Linked DNA regions of Mus musculus: all the other regions are linked to region 4. A link is a contact called in public Hi-C and HiChIP or PLAC-seq data. All regions are on one chromosome and are shown on one strand. The core of a region is the stretch at or near the end of the contact, and the rest is flanking DNA. Distances in the headings are between cores, read along the strand shown.

Evidence for each region. Hi-C and Micro-C count contacts between places; a contact is called where the count stands out from the background. HiChIP or PLAC-seq counts read pairs in DNA pulled down with a chosen protein or histone mark.
Region 1: a Hi-C map of forebrain shows a contact between it and region 4, with 2.5 times the contacts expected there. The contact joins two enhancer-like sites. A contact is called at or near these places in 9 of 484 Hi-C or Micro-C datasets (the N1E-115 cell line, cerebellar granule neurons, cerebral cortex and 4 more).
Region 2: an H3K27ac HiChIP or PLAC-seq map of neural progenitor cells shows a contact between it and region 4, with 9 times the contacts expected there. The contact joins two enhancer-like sites. A contact is called at or near these places in 1 of 484 Hi-C or Micro-C datasets (cortical neurons) and 1 of 115 datasets of contacts at active chromatin or transcription factors (neural progenitor cells).
Region 3: a Hi-C map of cerebellum shows a contact between it and region 4, with 1.6 times the contacts expected there. The contact joins two enhancer-like sites. A contact is called at or near these places in 6 of 484 Hi-C or Micro-C datasets (cerebellum, cerebral cortex, cortical neurons and 2 more) and 1 of 115 datasets of contacts at active chromatin or transcription factors (stem cell-derived anterior neural progenitor cells).
Region 5: a Hi-C map of cortical neurons shows a contact between it and region 4, with 2.2 times the contacts expected there. The contact joins two enhancer-like sites. A contact is called at or near these places in 3 of 484 Hi-C or Micro-C datasets (cortical neurons, forebrain and nephron progenitors) and 1 of 115 datasets of contacts at active chromatin or transcription factors (astrocytes).

What each region holds. Positions count from the first base shown.
Region 1 is chr2:142,811,887-142,814,586 of GRCm38.p6, forward strand. All of the region lies in intron 12 of Kif16b (kinesin family member 16B), which reads right to left. Among named protein-coding and RNA genes, the nearest start is that of Kif16b, 88 kb to the right of the region's middle. Within about 2 kb of position 1,330, at least 12 of the 459 cell types and tissues checked have an H3K27ac peak or open chromatin away from gene starts, as enhancers often do. A contact at or near this core is called in cortical neurons and forebrain, where this site is marked.
Region 2 is chr2:142,646,859-142,649,558 of GRCm38.p6, forward strand. It overlaps Kif16b (kinesin family member 16B), which reads right to left. Exons shown (of 26, transcript NM_001081133.2): 25 at 1,570-1,653. Among named protein-coding and RNA genes, the nearest start is that of Kif16b, 250 kb to the right of the region's middle. Within about 2 kb of position 1,328, at least 22 of the 459 cell types and tissues checked have an H3K27ac peak or open chromatin away from gene starts, as enhancers often do. A contact at or near this core is called in cortical neurons and neural progenitor cells, where this site is marked.
Region 3 is chr2:142,607,717-142,610,416 of GRCm38.p6, forward strand. No RefSeq gene overlaps it. Among named protein-coding and RNA genes, the nearest start is that of Kif16b, 290 kb to the right of the region's middle. Within about 2 kb of position 1,270, at least 21 of the 459 cell types and tissues checked have an H3K27ac peak or open chromatin away from gene starts, as enhancers often do. A contact at or near this core is called in cerebellum, where this site is marked.
Region 4 is chr2:142,333,547-142,336,246 of GRCm38.p6, forward strand. All of the region lies in intron 16 of Macrod2 (mono-ADP ribosylhydrolase 2), which reads left to right. Among named protein-coding and RNA genes, the nearest start is that of Kif16b, 570 kb to the right of the region's middle. Within about 2 kb of position 1,390, at least 73 of the 459 cell types and tissues checked have an H3K27ac peak or open chromatin away from gene starts, as enhancers often do. A contact at or near this core is called in cerebellum, cortical neurons, forebrain and 1 more, where this site is marked.
Region 5 is chr2:142,730,423-142,733,309 of GRCm38.p6, forward strand. The region is part of intron 17 of Kif16b (kinesin family member 16B); the gene reads right to left. Among named protein-coding and RNA genes, the nearest start is that of Kif16b, 170 kb to the right of the region's middle. Within about 2 kb of position 1,394, at least 83 of the 459 cell types and tissues checked have an H3K27ac peak or open chromatin away from gene starts, as enhancers often do. A contact at or near this core is called in cortical neurons and forebrain, where this site is marked.

The DNA of each region.
Region 1 (2,700 bases), core at 80-2,579, 480 kb after region 4:
CTCTACACTCCCAGTGTCTCATGACAAGGTTGGATAAGATCAGCCCTAAGACTTCATCTACTTCGAATACTCTGTCATTAATTCAATGTGAAATGAGAGAAATGAGTAAGAAATTTCAATGCACTACTTAGACACTTCAAAAGAAATACTGATGGTTCAGATAATGAAACTAAACGAGAAAAGCGTCTTCAGAATATATGAGCAGAATTTAAATTAGCTCACTATTTTCTTTCAAGCAGTAATGAAGAAAAGGAAGTATTAACTAGGAAATTAAGGTCTGCTGTTCACACCCTTTCTATAGCTGGGCTCTTCTGTACCCCAACTGCTAAACTACACTCCCTCAGTTTCCCCAGCAGCCTCAGCTCCTAGGAGAACAGATGCTTTGAGCTCAAGCCCTGAGAAACCCTTTTCTACCCTGCTCAGGGCTCCAACCGACAAAGCGGCTTTACCACTATCCCTCCATTCTCACAGCAACCTAATGAGATGCTATGGGCCCCATTTCACAGATCTTGAAACTGAACGACATAGAGTCTACGTAAGTCACCCATGTCACACAGCCACCATCTAGCTGAGCGAGGTGACCTTCAGCATTATTTTCTGCCACCTTGCAGTGTACCTGTGCCTGCTGGCAGTGCCTTCTGCCTGCTGCCATGTAAATGACGAGAGAGTTAGGGAAAAAATCTTAACCTGAGCATTCTTCTAGAAGACTCTTGGCTCTCAATATATGAAGCCAAAAAGAGAGCTCTCTCTCTCTCTTTGAGCACATTCACTAATTCGGACAGCCTTAAACAAACAAGGAAGGTTACAGAACAAGGACACAAGGCAAGGGAAGTTTTAATTCTCTTAAGAACTCCTTAGAGCCAAAGATGAAGAAAGAATGGTGTAAACAGTCATTGCAAAAATGATTCTTATGAAGAGAAGCACATAAATAAAAAGGGAAGGGCATGAGGGAGGGAGGGAGCAAAGGAGGGAAGGATGAAAAGGAGGGAAGGAAGCAGGCCAGCTTTCTAAAAAGAGCCAATCAGAATGACCACCTATGACACACATTAAGAGCCACCACTTAAATGTAAAGCAACTTCAGACAAAGTATTTCAGAAGGATGTGAATGGAAACTCCAGAATATGAAGATGCGTTCCCATCTCTGTATCAGGTGTCAATGTGGCTTCAAGAAGGCACCAGCTAAATAACCCCTAATGCTAGAATCTCCACAATCTGTCTCCACAGACTCTATCTAGAAATCACTGGTGGCCTCTTCAATCCCCTTTAGCAGTACATCCTGTCCTTGCAGACAGCTTCACTGCCAAAGATCCTAGTTAAGAGCTATGGGATTTGTTTTCCCTAACTGCAGTGCCATCTAGTGGTAAAAACCAAACCACTCCCAACAGCACATCTACTCCAACTATTCTCAAGATAATGAATACTGTAAAACAAGAATGTGGGTTGCTCTTAAAACACAATGGCTTTGCCCATAGTTGGGACTGCCACTTGTTAACTCGACAAGCCTCCCTATACAATATGCAAAATATGATAAGATTAGCTTCCCGAGAAAAGACACATTTGGTTGTTGCTGCTTTTGCTCTGATATTGTTTACTTTAAAAAAATGTATTTTACTTACTAACAGCAGACTGTTACTTTGTGATTCTGAAGACATTCAGAGAATTCTTGTTAAATCTAACAAAAAAAAATTACTCTGGCTTAATATAATAAAAAATACAAGTCATTTGTTCTAAATCAACTTTCAAAAACTCTGAAGAATAATTTAAATGCAAGTGAAACTCATTATATAATAGCTACTAGTTTCAGTATATCTTGTCTAGTCTACATGTTAAAATTATGCTCTGAAACATGTGAGTTGGCCATGTTCTCTTTGTTTTTATAAACAAGATCTCTGTGACTACCTTCAGCACCTCAACTTTGGAGTTATTCAAACCACAGACAGCATTATCACAGCCTGAAGAAGACAGGAGGAAGACCAACACTCCCTAACAAGCAGGTCTGAACTGAAATCAGGTTAGAGCGTGAAAAGCTTTCTTTGAAAGTGTATAAGGCTCCTGACCTGGTGCTGAAGCACATTGAGTGTACCTCTGATCCTGCGCCGTATGAATAAGGATGCACTATCTAAGTAACAATAATAAATAATGATGATAAAGTAGTGTAAATCATTTCATCAAGAGGATGCAATTGATGGATAAGGATATTAAAGAACATTCTGGATAAGTGAGCTGTGGTTGACAGAGTAGGCGAGACCTTTGCCTGGATTGTAGGAGATGCATGTCTAAAATGAGGAAGAATTCTAAGTAATTAAAACAGACCTGGAGTTTCCTACTACAGTCATGGTCATTACTCTCCCATTTAACAAAAATAACCTCTGCCTGGCTAAAAGTAACAGCCATGGCTTGGAGGCAATGGCTTACAAAACAAAAGTAGGGAAAGGGATAGGCCAAAAAATTGAGCAGTCTAACTCAACAGGGCGAGAGAATGGAATGAAGCAAAGGGAAGACCCAAAGACCCACATCTGGAACACTGCCCAGTATGCCCAGGCAGTCCTTAAAGGCCATGTGACCATGTGAAATGAGCTGGTGGCTGGATGAGTGGCGTTCTCTGGGACAATAGAATAGTTTACAGGGTAAAGCAAACATGAGAAAGGCACAGGACCCTTCAGTGATCAGTGACTGGGGAGATTAAATATTAGGACAGCT
Region 2 (2,700 bases), core at 78-2,577, 310 kb after region 4:
ACCTTCAAGTGGATGTTGGGATCTTGATCACTTTGAGATGGCAAAATCATGTCAGAATGTCAAAAGATTACACACCCCTCGCTAGGAGACACTGAAGGAACAAATGTGGACTACAAGAGAAAACACCACGCAACACAAGAAACACAAAACACAAGAGTGAGTCTTGTGCACTTGGAATAGAAAGCAAACACCTCCAAGTTCTGTTCCTGAACTGAGCCATCTGTGTGGGAGTGCTGGCCTCGTGTGAATGCCATCACGTCTGGGAAGCTGGAAATGGCAATAGCCATAACAGGCAATAATCAAATTTTAAAACAAGTTTGCAACTCACCATTCTCCATGTTTTCATTAAAGATGAGGCTACTTAGTCAAGGCAGTTAAAGTTCAGAGAAAAAAAAATTCATTACTCCTATAAGTGTTATTTAAGTTTGTTTGTTTGTTTGAATCTTATAAGCACTTAACATAAGCACTGTAAAACCAGGCAGACTCACAAAAATAACCTCGTCCTTGAAGGCTAATTCTTCTCATGAGTCTATGCTTCACAGGGTAAGTTTGGGAGTCCCTCACAGTCCTGCTAGAGCCCAGTCGTTCTGGTCTCAGGACTTCTTCAAATGTGTAGCTGCAGTGCATCTGCAGATTCCGGAAGCATGGCTCCTCACTGAAATGTGCCTTCTCTTAGAACAACTCACTGCTTCATTTCTCCATGTCTCCCCTTGGCTCTCATAGGACCCTTCTAGATAGAGCAGCTTAAGGCAATTCCCTACATTTTGGTTCACTGACACCAAGTGAAGCCCACAGGCAGCCATGTTCAACTTGGCAGTCCAGAGGAACAATACCATCCCCAAACTTTTACATTTCAAGTCACCCATTAGAACGGTCTGTTCTGATAGGATTATATTATAATAAGTCATGTGACTATTCCCAACAAAGTCACAACAAAGGGAGCTTTGAGGGTATCCTGGAGTTACTCTGGTAAAAGCAGTCAGATTTTAACAAAATATAATCAACTGTATACTGGTGAAGCCACAAACTGAAGACAACAGTCAGCTATGGGTATTGGCACAAGGCAGTCACAAAAACAGGTTGTGTTAAACTGGGATCTATGTGTAGCTAGCTTGGCAGATAAAGTTAAAATAAATACAAAGACTCTGAACTAGGACTAAAATAGGTCCGAAACTTCTCCCTCCCAAAGCTCTTGAAAAAGCAACAATGACGACATACTGTAAGTTTGGTTAATTAATTCCAAGTTTTCTTCAGCAAGCTCTGTGCTCTCATCCTACATTGCATGCCATCTGGCTGAGGGGAGAATGTAGCGCTCGCTCACACACTGTGTCCTAACTCTCAGAACAAGGGTGTCTTCTTCAAAATCAGAAAGATGCTAGCCAAACCAGAGGGGGCTAAGGACCTGATTTGAAATCAAGTCATACCACCACCCCGCTGCCATCTCCTGCATTAACGAAGCAGCTCTTCACAGTTGCCAATAAAGACAAAGGGCCTAACAGGAGCTGCTCTTGCCAATCATTCAGATGGTGGATTTTTCTACACAGGGAGGTGAAAAGCTTGCTCTCTTACCTCTAAGTGTGTCCGCCGCTCAGCAACTACCCGCTCGTCTTTGTTTCCAAACAGCTTCTTTGGGGGGAATTCAAGAGCAGCGAGCTGGAATGCAGATTTCACGAGATATATTAAGGCCATACCAATGAACTTTTGCCTATTTTTAATTAAACTTTTATTTAGTATCCCTATTATGGAGTGAAGAGAGAAGCTTAAAATTTAAAGGTGGTAGGTCTTTCCCTGGGCTGCCATCAACATTGAAGAGATTAGGCAATTTTGGATTAGATTCCTCAGTATCAAGTGAGAAAACGTGTGTGCGTGTATGTGTGTATGTGTGTGTGTGTGTGTGTGTGTGTGATTTTGAACAATACATTCTAAATATCAGATTCCATGTCATGTAGCATTTTCCATAAAACAGACAAGCCCTAAATGACACTAGCCCGGGTGCCTGTGGGATGCAGCTGAGGCCTAACCCACTAGTGAGTGTGTATATGTGTTACTTTTGCTTTTCTGAAATCGTGTCTTACCCTAAAGCTTACGCTGGCCTACAGTTAAGTATACAGTTCAGGCTGCTCTTGAACTCAAGTGATCCTCTAACGCAGCCTCGTGGGGGAACGGGGCAATTTTTGTCAGGAGCCCTCATACTATTTATTTATTTATTTATATTTTGATTCTGCTATGTAATGTAAGCACTAAGCCCATACAATTATTACTTTTCAATGGAGATGAGAATTTGAAAACTATCTATAAACTGCTTCATCACTTTGTAAACTATTTCTTAGACAATTACTAAGGTCCACTAAAAAGTCCACATGATTTTCTTTTAGGTTAGTGTACATGAAGATTAGCAAGGGAAAGGGGGCCTCTCATTAAATCCATCACACTTCCTACAAAATGAAGGTTTGCAATTAGTTCTCTAGCTGTGTCTTAAAAGCCCATAGTCATCTTTTTTAATCTTCTTCTTCTTGAAGGCATACAGATCATAATAAGGTAAGTCTTATATTATATGGCCAGGCTAGGAAGGACTGTATAATCTGGTGAGACCCTGACAAGCCAGGCTTGCCTTGAAAGAATAGATGCTAAGCTGCAGTAATTGCTGCTGTGGGTAGAATTCACTGTTTTCTTATTTCTTACCTTTGGTGGATAAATTGA
Region 3 (2,700 bases), core at 20-2,519, 270 kb after region 4:
CGGGACTTTCAGGGAGGAAACAGGCTTAGGATAATATGTTTGCAGAGTTAACATCTTCAGAGATTTTATCATCTGGTAGGGATCAAGAGTCAGTCTGTGTTCTAGTCTCTAGAATCACTAGGTGCCACTTCTGTCCATGTTCACCCAGATGAACTTGGAGGCTTCTGTCTTTCCTCTCCAGGGTCTAAACACAGCCTAGTAACTCAGGATACAGCTCACTGGCCTTTGGAAAAGCAGACCCCTCAGCAGGTTTACTGGCCCAAGAGGCCTAGAAACCCGGCAAGCATATTTTGGTTTCAGTGATGTGGCGTTTTAGATGTTGCAGGTCAGGCCTCAGCAACCCAATCGAATATTAACCTACCCTAGGTTGGTGCTCTGAAAACATTTGGAATGGTTCCATGTGAAGGCCATTGTCTTGGAAAATCTGAACAGAGTTAACTAAAGCTATCAGAAAACGTTAGACTTTAATTAGGAGGTATAAGGTAAAAGTTGGTGGTAAGAGGGAGGGTTGGGAGAAAGAGGAAGAGAAAGAGAAGAGAGAGAAGACAGGAGGGAGGCCTCTCCTCTGGGTGATAGTTTTGGTCTACCATACATAAACCCTTCTTTAATGCTATCTGAAGGAGTTTAGATTTTCTTAGCCATAGTACCTAAGTCAATTCCTTCAAAAGTGTGTGTGTGCGTGTGCATGTGTGTGCGTGCGTGCGTGTGTATGTATGTCAAGTCCTTCTCTAATGCAAGAATATACACACTGATAATATAATAAAGCTTTATTATTCAGCTTCCAACTCTGACCCCTCTGGGATACTATATTAGCCCCCGAAATCTCTCTTGTGGCTAGGATGCCTTAGTGAATTCTTTACTCATGCGACTCCATAGTCTGGGTTTTAATTCTGGTTCAGGGTGGAATAGTAGAGAGGAAGAATAGCAAAAAGAGAGGAATGCTGGGGTGAGCAGGAAAATAACTGCAAGCCTGAGGGGTCAAAGAAAGGGTGAGAGGAAGGCCTGCTAGGCCTCCTTGTGATAATTGACCACCTCGGCAGTCACCTGCCGAGGCTGCTGAGAGTCAGGAGTTGCACTCATCCAGTGAAGAAACTATACTGAAGCACCCTTGCGCTTGCTTTATCCTGTATCTGTTTCATTGATAGTAAACCTAGGCCATCCCATCACACATAAATGTCTGGCTGAGAATCCCTTCCTGATCCGCCGCCAAACCATACCCTCATCTCCCTCCAAAGTCTGATTTCATGCTCCAATGTGCCATGACCATCCCCCAGGCTGGGCCCATCTGGCTGTGGTTTCTAGTTTCCAGACTTCCTAGAAACAGAACAGGCTCTCTTCTTCCATGTCCTGTGCGCGAGTGCCCACACACACACACACGCACGCACGCACGCACGCACGCACGCACGCACGCACGCACGCACGCACACTCACATCTGGAATGTCTGGGAGCCTCAGGTCTGGTCTTTTGCAGCAGGAAGATACAGCAATGCAATTAGGAGCCTGGAAGCAGCTCCCTTCTTGGGGACTGGAGTGCTCAGGCTGCAGCTGGGAAGGTAGCCCTGGGATTCTGACTTCCCCAGGCCTCCTCAGCACCCTCAGGCTCTGCTTTGGGCCAGTCACTGTTAGAAGACAGCATACTTGTTTCCCTCTTTGAATTGGAGTCACATTAGATGCTCACATCACAGAACCTTGCTGATGTCCCCTGCCTCCCTGTGGATGCCCATTCTTGGTTTTCTTCCACTGATCTGCGTACCTGAGGACCCTGTCACCAATGCTCTAGCTTTCCTTACTTCATCCTTTCTGCCTCCTCTAGTCCGTTGCTAAGAAGCAGCTTGAAGACTTAATATCCATTCTAGAATAATAAATCAAGCATCCCTGTGCCTCACCTGCCACCCTGAAACACACCTAGCAATTCTACTAGATAGATAACCAGTGGCCCGTCTCTCACTACCCAGCAGTGCCTAAGCAGACAAGAAACATGGAGCCTTGTGGTCCAAGAACTCTCATCTGTCATGGAGTCAGCTAAGAGAATGAAAATGACCAGCTATTTCCCCAAGTCCAGGGTCAAGTCTAACCTTTAACCTCAGGATTTAACTTGGCTCTTACAGATTCTTTTCTCCCCTCCCATCCAGCCCCTGCACATTGGCCCCTGCTGACCCCAGCAGACCTGGGTCATCTCTCTGGTTCTCACTCCTGGTGCTTAGAACAACACAATGAGCCTCTTTCCCTTCCTGCCACTTTCCTAGTGAGTTGCAACAAGAGAATTGCAGCATCCCACCTCCTTCCTACTTACTTAAAAGAAACCCTTGTGCATCCCCTCTGTCTCTAAAAGCTATGAGATAAAAAAGACTTAAGGTACAGGATTGTGGGAGAGAGCAGGAAGAGGGTACGAGGCAGTGATCCATTTGCTATAATCCATTCACCTGGAGGGCAAGGGCCACAGAATCACTGCAAGTTTGGGATCAGCCTGATCTACAGAATGAATACCAGGCCATCCAAAGCTACATGGCAAAGAGAAACCCTGTCTCACAAAGTCAACAAGGTCAACAAACTATCACAGCAAAAAGGCTGCACCTCCCGTCCTCTCGTGTATGCTTCTGAGCCCTTAATGGTTTTTGAGAAATAGCTCTTTTTGGGTTCTGAGGCTCAAAACCGTCATTCTAGGACTCTTAAGGTCAGCGCCAGGGATGTCATGGCTGA
Region 4 (2,700 bases), core at 140-2,639:
CAGACCTGACTCACCCAATGCCAGGGGCATCTTATAATTTCAGAAAAATCCACAAGACAAAGGCTACAACATGTGTACATTTAGCCATCAAAGGGCCAATCAGTCTTGTCTTTGAGTGGCAGAGGAATTGGGCCCCAGGTTATCTCCACTCTGCTACAAGACAGTTTTTCATTCTATTCTGGGAGGAGGAAAATTGGATCAAAAAAAAAAAAAAATCCCAACTTTTGGACAAAAAAAAAAAATTAATCTGAGGAGATAGGAAGTGGGTGTGATACCTTTACCCATTCTGGATCTGACGGGGAATTCTTTTTCCTGAGTCCATTCCTTTCATGTAACTGAGAAACAGTTTACAGTCTGATCCATGAGCAGAGAGCCAATAAAAGACTCTTTCCTCCAGGTATTGCCCCTCTCATCAGGACTTAAGCATGAGTAAAAGACTACAGAACAATGCAAGGTCAGTCGCTCCCAAGCTTTTCTTGCATATACAGGCCATACCATAATACCCAGTGAAGACATAGGAGAAGAACACTGTTTATAACATGCTCCACACACACATGTGAATTGTGTAGTCTCAAAATCTGGCGACACCAAAGCTCTTCTTCTCTGGCCTCATTGAGCAGAAAATAAGCAATGGAGGACAAAAATGGGCTGAATCCACATTATTCTGGTAGTTCTGCTCGTGTTCATACATAGAAGGAAACGAGAGTCAGGAGAACAAAAGTGGTGTTACATTTACAAGCGTTTTAAAATAAATAAATAAATTAGAATTGGCGACATATGGTGTTCAACTTTCAAGAGCTAGCCTATTCAAAGTAAAATAGGTTTCTATCTAAGCCGTTCTCTTTGAGTCAGTTTGTCTTCCAAACTCAAGCATTTTTCTCGGCTGAATTTGAGGGGATTAGTTATTTTTAAAAAGAAAAAGAAAAAAAAAGAAAAAAAACAGAACTCAAAAGCCGAAGTGAACTTAGAGAGACACACATAAGCTGTTCTCCATATTGAGTCAACACCTGGGGCATTGATTTGAAAGCCAAATGCAGGCTGTTCATCTGCACTGCCAAGGATAACAGAAGCAACTGTCTCACTGTCACCAGAGAGAAAGAACCACGTCACTGGGGCTCCATCTGCAGCTGCCTTTCAGGACCAAAGATAACCAGGGAGGAAGGGGGGCGGGGGCGGGGGATGAGCTTTGTTGTGAAACTTGAGAGCCTTCCTCCTTTCTCCAGACCACCTACCCTTTCTCATTTAAAGTGAGTTTCTCCTCCAAGCCCACCAAATTCTCTTCCTTCCAAATCCATCCTCTTTGTGGCTCCCGTCTTCTGCTGGGCTCATTCAGCTAAGCACTGCTGCTCCTGCTGCTGCTACCCAGCTCCCAGAGCTTGTCTGGCTGGCCTTTCCCAGCATTCCAAGCGGTAATGGTCTCATTGACCCTGTAATTAAAGGAGTCCTCTGCCTCCCTACCCTGGCTGGCTGCCCTCCACCTCTCTTCTATTATTCTTTCCGTAAGACCACCAGCAGATGGATAGAGATTTTTCACCCTTTCAAAAGCTCTCTGTTTTTCCCATCTCATCAAGCATATCTCAGCCAAGCGTAATTAGCTTAAGGCTTTTGAGTCCTCACAGGAGATCTGTTAAAAGACCTGAGCAATTTCAATAAAGAACTTGAAACGCAAATCCTACAGGCTGTGCCTAACCACAGGAGAGCCACTATTATTTAGAAGCAGAGACCTCTCTCTTCCTCACATCCCTCTTTCTTCGGGGCAGGCATTTAAAAATTCTCAAGAGTATTCATGAGGCCTCCCTCCAGGGCTTTGGGATCTTTCGGACCTTTATTGGGTAGGTGGGATATTTAAGCTCTTTGTCTTCAGCAGGTCAGCCTTTGGCTCCTTTTAATTGATTTCAATCATGGGGTGCATTTTGGGGAGCCTTAAGATACCCCCAAATGGCCAACAGTTTGTTTGCTAAGTCTCTTAGACATTTCACTCAGCTTTTTTTTTAATCCCTTAGTCATTGGAAAATAGCTGGTGAGCTTCCTTTGTGGTTCAGAACGGTTGATAATGAAGGCTAAATTAATTAGCTGCAATTCAGATTTGCACCCTACCTTTGAGTGGCGGTGACCCTTGAATTGTGAATAGCCATATGTATTGCAGTGTTGATCCCATAGCCTTAGCCCTTTTTGCTCCCATCTATGGGAGAAAGCAAGCGTTTGAAACTTAAATTAAACTCTGTTCTCATTAAAATGAAGTGAAACAGAGCCTAAGTCTGTGACACTCATGCTGCGCATGGAATGCTGGAGAAGCCCAGCCTCACTAGGAGAGGTAATGTGTATCCCCCATGCCTTCCAGAAGGAGGCTGGAACTCGGGTGTCAGGTCTGAAGGGTCACAAGACAAGCAGGCTTCCCTCATTCGGTTGCCCATTACCAAGACTTGGGAGAAGAGACTTTCCTTTGTAAACTGCCATAAGAGGAATGAGCTGCAATGCTTGATTAGAAGGCCTTTTGTTGTCCTGGGTACACTAATCAGTTCCTCTTTGAGTGACAATGCAGGGATCTAGAGATATACCAATTCTGAAGATTGGCCAGACACATACACCGCAGCTGCAGAGGACACTACAGTCAGAACAGAGTAAGTCCCCTTTTAAAACCGGAATGTGCCTCTAGAGTGGGATGGGAAGTTGACTTGCCAGGCAGACTCCGAAGACTGA
Region 5 (2,887 bases), core at 144-2,643, 400 kb after region 4:
CTCACTTCAGCGTTCCAGTTCACGGAGAAACTCAGCTACAGTCATACACAGTTGGGTCCTAGGTAACAACCAAGACACTGGGGAAAGGCACCCGTTTCTACATGGTTGTAGGCAGGAACCCTGGCTTCTGCTTACTGGCAGTACAGCCTGGAACTGCATCCCAGAAGCTGAACTCACAAGGATATATATTCAAGAACTCAAGACCATTTCTCAAAATTGTTTACAAGAAAAAGAAACTTACACAGTATTAGTGGAAGGTGATCAAATAAATAATTTATTAATGTGCAATCAGGGACCTTCAAATTCTTCTCTCTGAACTAGAAATGCCAGCACTACATTTTTCTGCCTCAAGGAAGTTACTATGGAGAACACCAGAATTAGCCACAAATTTCTTCAGGCTAATGGCATATGATAGCCAGAAACTAAACAATAAAACATAAATCAATAGAAGATAAGTCCAGTTAGACATGGAATATCTACAATAGAAAATTACGTGGTTATTAAAAGAGTATAAAAAAGCTTTGAAAGAAAAATATTTTTAAAAACCCTTATGAATCTAGTATGAGCCTTTCTTGGCAAACATAGTAAATGACAGACATTTGATAAGAAGATATTGAGGGAAAATGGTTGGTCCATTACTGCCCAGAAGGCTGGGGATGGAAGGCAGCAGCTGTGGGCTCTGGCAGCAAGAGCGACAGGTTATTGGCTACACCTTAGGAGTAGAACAGGGCAAAGGGTCCAGTCCAGAGTCTCAAGCCCCATCTCCTAGAGACCAACAGCATAGATTACACAGCATCCCGAATAGGGCTACTGCGTGGGACCAACTCCCCTGACATATGTCTGTGTGGGGAAACTTCACACTGAAACAGTGAGGAAGACGGAGAGAAAGGCTCACTGATAGGGGAGCAACTCGAGCAAGGCAGAGGACATGGCCACATGCCAGCTCTGCAGCAATTTTTCTACCTGTTTGTGATTTGAACCTCAGTGATAAAGTTGACCACCTTTCTTCTATCTTCTTCCCCAGATGATGGATAGCTTCAGGTCATCACAGAGTCAGGGGCCTTCCATAGTCACCAAGGGGTGCTATGGCCTTAGTGAAAATCCTGAGGTGGCTTACCAAACCCAGCCCTGACGCTGGCTTCTGACATTTGTAGGTCTAGCTTGGATTGAAACGGAGTTGCTTCTTTTTAGAATTTAATTATTCAAATTTATACATTTAAATGGGCTCGCCACTGTGCAGTACTTAGAGGAGGCTAATGTGCCAGCAAAATTTTCTTTTATTTTCAATACTGAAATGAACTTGGAAGGTATCTAATTTTGCTTCAAGCACTTTCACGAAGCTGTGAATGTTTCCGCCTCCTGCCAAACTAGCTGCCTGTTTTCAGTCTCCAGTGAGGTGGAGGAGGCTGAGCAGTCAGCTTGCTTTCTTCTTAAAGACACTGTGCCAGTGAGAGGGAATGTTCCCCTGCAGGGAAATTATCTGCTGGCAAAGACCCTAGCTGGGCAGTTCTCCAAAGTAGAGCTAACTCCCCAAGGAAGCCACCAGGCTGCTTTGCCCCATCCAAAAAGTCTCTGGCATTAAGAAGCAATGTGTGTACAAACCAGTTTCCAGAGAAGCTCGAGATGCAGGCCAGCAGCAGGTTCCAAAACTGGAATAGAAAATGTGTCCAACTTGATGTGCCCAGCCAGACAAAGGAGGCCGTTCATGATATAAAGACTTGATGTTTAAAAATATCAAGAGCCCACTAAATTCAGAGTACGGTTCTGTAGTTGCTATTTGTTTTTAGATATAGGGTACTTGAAAGATTAGTAGGTTGCCTGCTGAACAAAAAGAAAGAGAAAAAGAGGAAAGAATGGGAGGGAGGGAGGGAGAACCTGCTGCTTTGAAGACACGTTGAGTCTCACCAGATATGATGATTAGCAAAACAGCCACAACTGTTAAGATAGATTGGCTCTGGGAAAAGTACTAAGCAGAAATTTTTTTAACTACTATAAAACTCAGTCTTATTACTGCAATCTTCTAGACAAGAGATACATTGGTCTGTGATCCTTAGACACCAGCCGAGAAGGAAGCACTCACTAGGAGCGAAGGAGACAAGCAGGAGTACAGTAGCCATGGGTCATGCCCAGCACAGGCTTCTCGGGCCTGCTGATAGACTGACTCATCCAGAGCCTGGCTGCAGCCCCAGATCTGTAGATCTGCAGAGTTACTTCCTATGTGCAAGACTTGAAACTGAGTAAGGAATGGAGGGCTCTTGCTTTCAAGAAGCCCACATCAGGAAAATGCCCGGGCATGAGATTACATTGGAAAGAGAAGACATACACAGAATGTCTGCCCAAGGAAAAAAAGCAACAAATCAACTCAAACTGGAGATGGAGAGAAGCCTCCTGAGAATGTAATTCCTGGACTAAGCTTAGAAGAGAACTAAGCAGAGGAAGTGGACAGAGGGCTTCGCAGAAGCTTGTGTAGGTGTGGGGGGAAATTTATACATTAGCCAAGGATGAAGTTCAGGCTGGAAAGGGAGAGATCACATTGGAGAACAGTGTCAATGACACTGATAGTGCTTGGAGGTCACTTTGTGGAAGCCAAACGGACCAGGACCAAGGCTAGGAAGAAGACATTCCCAAGAAGGGCGCAGGGAACATAACGCAGAGTATCCTCAGTCCTTCCCTCTTCCTTTGAGGAGGCAGGAACTACAGAGTCATTCCAGGGTAATCCTAGGATGGTTTGTGTAAGACAATGCTATTGTTCTGTGATTGTGGTCAGACTTTACAACCATCTTCCACACATACTAAATCATACCCCAAGGTGACCAAGTCTCTGTCTATCCTTCCTTACCATACATGCCCAGCATAAGAGACACGAGGGACTCAGACACTACACACA